2 separate regions of the Anser cygnoides genome follow, and region 1 is linked to region 2. A link is a contact called in public Hi-C data. All regions are on one chromosome and are shown on one strand. Each heading gives the region's core, a stretch centred on a gene start, on an enhancer-like site or on the middle of the called end of the contact. The rest is flanking DNA. Distances are from core to core; before and after follow the strand shown. Region 1 holds the start of CCDC88C (coiled-coil domain containing 88C). Region 2 overlaps CCDC88C (coiled-coil domain containing 88C).

Region 1 (3,421 bases), core at 848-3,347, 67 kb before region 2:
GACACAGGCGCATCCCTTGATTACCTCACGGTTTGTGACCCCTAAATCTGACAAAGCAACTATTCTTTGATTTTTAGGAGTTTCTGGAGGCATACTCCTATAAACGGGTCTGATTCAAGCTGTGAAAAGGAGGAAAATAGTTTTGCACTTGTATTCTGGCTTCTCTGAAGGGGTTGTGTGTTTTTCAAATATTATTCAGTCCTTTTTCTTTTGACTATTCATTAACACAATCATCCTCTGCTGTAAGCACAGCAACAGCTTTAAATTTTGTTTAATGAAATATATTCACAAGGCAGGAGATCACAAGGCTTCAAGAAGTTAAATTATAGCAGTCTGTCTCTCTGAAGTGTTGAGAAACAATTAATCATTCCCTTTCTCTCCATACCTGAGCAGGAGTTGTTACACTCAAAAGCATGCTGTTTGTCCTTCCAACTACAGCAAACAGCGTCCCTGCAACCTCCTTCTTTTCAGTAGCAGAAAAGCTGAGACAACATGATTCCCACAGCACAAGGTAAGTGTAATTTAACTGTTTGTTACCCCCTGGTACATCCTCACGAGGACCTTGGAGAGAAGTGGCTGCACCAGGTTGTAAGCAAGGGGCAGCTCACAGAGGTCTGGTCCCTGGTATCATGTGTTGGTCCACAAGATTTAAGGATGTTTTGATCATGCCTGATCATTAGCATGCTTAAATAGCATGTTCACTAGCTAACTGAGGGCCGTTCCTGTATAATAAATGGGATCCATCCAAGTGCAGACCTGGAGTTTTGGGCTACTCCTGGTGTCTTTAATAAGAGCAGGGAGGTTTTCCTCCATGAATGCTTCCCCCTGCGGGGCTGGGCTAATGAAGCAGGCATCGAGCAGGGGTAGTGCAGGCAGGAAGGTGCCATCTTCCCTCAGGCTGACCTCGCCTCAAAATGGCTGATGAGGGGTGACCAACTCAGGACAACCCCTGCTCTCCAACATGGGGGAAGTTTCCCTTTTTCTTCCATAGACGTCTCAGATGACAACATCCCTCCCACTAATGTATCTGAGATTTACTGCCAGATTTCCTGATTATCACTGACTCTACCTACACGGCTGCCTAAAATAAAGATCCTCGTGAAACAAATAATTAAAACTGATCTTATGTGGGACAAGCAGGCCGCTGCAAAGAACAACATTGTCTGTCACTTCGTAATGGATTGCTTACAAACCGCTCAGTTCCTACAGGCAAAACAACATCTGTCCCTCCCCGACAGAACGAAGCTACACACGTGTACCCACATCCCTTCTCAAAAATAGGGGTGGGAGATTGAGTGGTCAGTAAGAAAAAGAATTGCAGATACAATTTGCCTGACTTGGTAAGATCCAAAATATATTTTGTGAGTTTACTGTGATTAAATGAGACAGACAAAATGCATTCTGAAGTGGCTGATGCACAGACTATTGTATGAAAAATAGAACACGCATTCTGGGGAAAAATAAAGTGGTGTAGTCATCCAGATACAACTAAGAAACAGAAAAAGTCCATTAGAATTATGGGAGAATGTCAGATTATCTGGAATTATTATTTTTTAACTAAAATAAATTAAGTTCTGCCCCCATTCCCCCCCCCCCCCCGGGAAATAATTCACTTGCTGAGCGATTGCTGTGGGTGCTGGGGCAGCAGTGGGCCCACGGGCTGCTAGCCATGGCCCACGGGCTGCTAGCCACGAGCTGCTAGCCAGGGCCCCGCCGTGCTCGGCCCCGCAGAGGAGCGCTGTCCCCTTGGCAGCGGTATCCCTAACAAACCACCTGATGCTGCTTGAGGACAGCAACGAGGACCGAGTGCTGCTTGCCCCTCGCTTCGTTTTACTGGAAGCGGGCGTGAGATCGTGTACACCCCCCTTTTTTCCAGAGATTTTCCCTTTCTGCCCGCTGGCGCTGAGCGGGGATTCAGCTGCCCCCTGCAGCCCCCACGCAGCCACCTCAGGGCCGGGCGGGGGCACCCTCCGCCTCGCCTCCTCCCGCCCCCGTCTGCCTCCTATTGGCTAGCGCCGGCCGCTCGGCGGCTCCCATTGGCGGCGGGCGCCGCCCGTCACGGCGGCCGGGCTGTAATGGCCGGGGCGAGGCCGCGCCCCGCCGCAGGTAGCAGCGGGGCCGGGACGGGGCCGCGCCGCGCGGGCTCCGGGAGCGGCCCCGCAGGAGCCTCCCGCCTCCGCGCCCACCCCCCGCGGGCGGCCGTTGCCCCCCGCCGCCATTTCCCTTCCCCGTTCCCCTTCGCCGAGCTCCGCCGGGCCGGGGGGCGATGAGCCGCGGCTCGCCGCCGCTGTAGGCGGGCGCTGCCCGGCGGCGGGGCCATGGGCTCGGCGCCTTTGTCTGCCGAGTGAGCCGGCCCCGCTGCCGCGCCCTCCCGGCGACATGGACGTGACCGTCTCCGAGCTCCTGGAGCTCTTCCTGCAGAGCCCGCTGGTGACCTGGGTGAGTCCGGGGGGCAGGCGGCCGGCGGGCAGCTCCCGAGGCACCTGCTTCGGCCGCAGCACGCCCCCGTCCCTCTTTTCCGTCCTTCATCCTTCCTTCATCCTCCCTTCCCTGGCAGGTGAAAACCTTCGGGGCCCTGGCGAGCGGCAGCGAGGACAAGCTGGGCATGTACATGGAGCTGGCGGACGGCGTGCTGCTCAACAGGATCATGCTGCAGATGTGAGCGGGGGCACGGGGTGGGGGGGGGGAACGGCACCGGTCGGGCGTCTGCCTCCCTTCCGACGCCTTTAGGAAAGTAACAAAAAGAAAGGGGGGGAATGCAACCCTCCGTCCCGTCCGGGTTTGCTTTGCTGCTTCAGCTCCTTCTGGTTTTGCACGCTTTTAAACGGCTGCCTCGTTTTTAGCGTGCTCGCGCCCTTCAGGAGAGGCTGCGTTGCAGGGTAAATAAGGAAACGAAAGCGCTTCATCAGATGAAGCTTTACTGGGGGGGTTGCATCTGAAGCATGTCTACGTGGTCGTGTAAGATTTGGCGTTAAAAACAGATTGGTAAAGAGAAAACTTTACTTTGGTAGCTAGTGTGTTTTTCAGGCAGTGCTGTAGAGATATGTCTCGAGGAAACTTACAAGTAGGTTAAAAGCCCAGACTGAAAATAACTCTTTTCTTTTAACCCTGAAGTAAATTGTTGTTAAAGCATCCATTTTTAACCACATCCTTTCCTGTCACTGCTCTGCTATGCGCAGATCCTGGCTGTTTCTGTTTCGTCTTTGTAATTGCTTTTAAATACTCAGAAATGCATCTGATAAAGAGCTGGCAGGGAAAGGTATTTGACTTGCAGGGGAGGAAGCTTCCAACATCACCCAGTTCTGGCACTGCCCTTTTCTCACAGAACGAAACCAAGTAAAGCTCAACCAGTGATGTGAAGTTAGGCCAACTTCAAGCACATAAATGAAGAGTGTATATTAGGATCTTTAAACAGAATTCT
Region 2 (3,447 bases), core at 422-2,921:
TTGTTGAGGACATATTAACATCCCAGTTCTAAAACAGACATAGCTGGGACAAGACCTGTCCCAGGTGACCAACTTGACCTTTTCAGTAACGGCTGCACTGAGCTTTGCTTTACATCTTCGTACAGAGTGAAAGCATCCTAAGCAGCTCTGTTGTTAAGCAGCAGCGATCTCTTCCAGCAGCCCTCTCCACTTCAGCATACTTTTCCTAGTAGTCATCTTTTAAAAAATACACAGTACGCATTAGGACCTTGACAAACTAACAATTTTTGTGCCAGCTCCTGCCACTTTTGTGAATGGCCTATGAGCTAATTCAGGTTATTGCAGCTTTCTGTTATGACCTGCTGCCCCTGCTGTTGTCCTAGCAGAAACAGGATTCCCTGTGAAAGAACATTCAAATGAAAATTGTCAATGCTGTAGTAGCTCAGTGAAATGACTAAGTTAAGTAATTGCATTAGCCTTACTAACTTGTAGATTTCCTTTGCTTTTAGTTTTCGAAGCAGTAGTGTAATTTTCAGGATGAAAAAAAGTTTATCAGAAATATTTTGAACAGTCCCAAGTTGCTTCTATCCAGCTTTCCTTAAAAATACAGAGAATAATAGCTTTTCTGAGAAGACATCTTTTTAATATTTCCCTTCTCAGACATCTGCAGACTGTGATGCAGCACATGCATAAAGCATATCTTCTCCTTTTCTCACTTATCTTCTACAGATTCTGTAGAAGGAGCTCATGGATATTGAAGAAGGGACCTGTTTCTAGACTATAAACTAACATTGACCTTAGCATTTTTCCTTGCCACTTAAACACGTTGGCTAAGTTTGTGATAGCACAGAACTGTTGACTACTTACAGTTTGTTTACTTTTTTGTATTACTAGTATTACTTGTTTGTTTGTTCTACTCTTGCTTCTGTTTGATATTCAGGATTATCTTTTCTTACTTGAAATGCTTCCTTAATTTTGTTGTCCTTTCCCCATGCCTCATTTAAGAAAATTTTGGAACAGAAATATAAGCAGTGTAGATCCTCATGATACCTTTGCATTTCAGAAAATTTTGAACATCTGTGACATTGGAACTTGGCAATGCACCAAAAATGATCTGCCCTTTTTAAACATGTGGGCTGATACTATGTCTTTTAAGGTTATTTCCACACAAAGCACTTTACTGGCATAAAAGCAAAGCATTGCCCATACCATCTCGTAGGGCTCTGTCAAATGCCCTTCTCATATGACTTCTCTTTCTAGTTCTGCTTAAGTTTCTTTAAGAAACCTAAATGTAACCAGAATGCATCCATAGATATGAGAGTAAGTAACCAAGTGGAGAACTGCAGTCTCCAGAGCTGTCCTGTCACATATGCAGCAATATAATTATGGTTTTATAATTTTGCCAGTGATTTTCCATATGTCAAAAAGTCAGAGTCAGTAGTGGAAATGTGTAAGTAAGTCCCTTGGTGACAAATCTTAACCATGTTATCTCAGGAAATTTCCATACTGAAGTCCTGTCACTTCTCTGTGTGTGTGCCAGCCTAGGCTGGACTTTTTGGCAGGGCTTTTCATCCTTGTTTTGGGTTGGACTCGGGGAGGTGGGAACTCCCTCTGCTGGTGCCATGTTCACTGTCTTGCACACATCCCATCTGCCGGCAGGTGGGCAGGATGTCTCCTGTCCTGTACGTCCCTTACGTCCCTTTTTTTTTTGGCAGATGGGCAGGATGCCCGTGTTGGCAGAAGTAATTCAGTACAGTGAGTGAGACAAAGGTCAAAGATAGCGTTCTTCAGATTTATTCTGAGTAAGCTATAAATAAAAGCAATGAGTTTAATCCAGCCTTCAGCTGGCACTGACGAAGAATATTAACTGACCTTCTTGGGACTAGGATTTTATACAATGACTTTTTTAGTATCCTTTAAAAAAATCTATTGTGCTGGATAATTATCACTATCCTTTGCAGAGCAACTAATCGTTTAGTCCTGTTACAGGATTTGGTTCTGGAGAAGCTGAAGAGTCAACAGTTGTCTAGTGAGCTGGACAAACTGAGCCAGGAACTGGAGAAGATAGGATTGAACAAAGAGCTGCTGCTACAAGATGACAATGGCAATGATGACACGTGAGGAAACTGAGCTCTTCTTGTCATTCTTTTGACTCTGCAGGCTTTTCCTCAGCCAAACTCTTAAGCCCTTTGCCTTTTGATTCAATTCTCATCTGTCTCACTTCAGTTATCCTTACTAATTTTGGACATTAAGCATATTTTTCTGTAGCAAGCTTGGCAGTATACTGCAAGCTTTGCCAACCCTTTTCTTGGTAGGAAGGAAGAAATGTCATTCTCTCTCCATGCTAGCCAGTATTATCACAGTACCCTTGCAGAGCAGCTGGGTAGCTATTCTAGCAATCCATTGTGTAGATTCCTCCTGTTATTCTTTTTACAAGTAAGAATAGTGTCTAAGAGTAGTCAGGCATTGGAACAGGTTGCCCAGGGAAGTGGTGGAGTCACCATTCCTGGGGTTGTTTAAGGAAAGTTTGGACCTGGTGCTTAGGGACGTGGTTTAGTGGGTGACATTGGTAGTAGGATGATGGTTGGACCAGATGATCTTGGAGGTCTTTTCCACCCCTAACAATTCTATGATTCTAACTGTCCATTAGTTGGTGTGCGTCGTGACTTCGAGTAATTGGTGATCCAACCACCTGTTAATATAAACACAGATGTTGCCTAAGAAATTATTGATCGCAAATCCTAGAGCCATGAACAAAGAAACTCCAATGACACGTGTGTACAGGTCTCTTGGGTAAGAGCTAGTTAGAGAAACATACCTATTCTGCAGGAGTCTTTAGGGCCTATTGCTGATTTTTCTCCTTGTCCAAAATGTACAAAAGAGACATGAGAAGAAATTTCTGCAGTGTAATTAAGGGAAAAACAGAAAAAAATATATTCCTAAGTTATGTAGCTCTTAGATATTTCTATAGGTCCATGTTGGTTGTAACCCCTATTCAAATTGATTGGGTTTTCCTAAAGCAGCTTCCCTAGCTGTAATATATCAGCAGAGATCTGCGGCAGTAGGGGAAATCATGTTCCTGAAGCAAATACTTGCAATGTAACATATGATGGTATTTGGAATGGATGAAGGCAAAATCTCCTATATAGATGGTGGTGGCTCATTTCACAGTGGTAGATATTGGAAAGCTGTTCTCATGTCTTTCAGAAAATACAAGATTCTGGAGAGCAAAACTGAATCAGCACTAAAAACAACACTAGCTGTGAAAGAGGAAAAGATTGCAATGCTGGAAGCTCAAGTGAAAGACTCTCTGAACTTGAACCAGCAGTTACAGAATGATCTAAATATGGTAAGAGTGGTTCTGCATATTCACATGTGTTTCATAACTGAGCAAGAACAAGTTGTCTGTACATTTTTCCCCCACCACATATGCACACTCCCTAAAAAACCTTTTTGGCCTGCCTGCTT

Evidence for each region. Hi-C and Micro-C count contacts between places; a contact is called where the count stands out from the background.
Region 1: a Hi-C map of granulosa cells shows a contact between it and region 2, with 2.5 times the contacts expected there. The contact joins the promoter of CCDC88C here to the enhancer-like site in region 2. A contact is called at or near these places in 3 of 7 Hi-C or Micro-C datasets (granulosa cells and liver).

Annotation. Positions count from the first base shown.
Region 1 is chr5:49,726,444-49,729,864 of Taihu_goose_T2T_genome, reverse strand. It overlaps CCDC88C (coiled-coil domain containing 88C), which reads left to right and starts at 2,097. Exons shown (of 30, transcript XM_066998255.1): 1 at 2,097-2,439; 2 at 2,558-2,658. The coding sequence starts at 2,380.
Region 2 is chr5:49,658,810-49,662,256 of Taihu_goose_T2T_genome, reverse strand. CCDC88C (coiled-coil domain containing 88C) reads left to right here. Exons shown (of 30, transcript XM_066998255.1): 16 at 1,969-2,096; 17 at 3,187-3,328. Among named protein-coding and RNA genes, the nearest start is that of GPR68, 25 kb to the right of the region's middle. Within about 2 kb of position 1,671, at least 1 of the 3 cell types and tissues checked has open chromatin away from gene starts, as enhancers often do.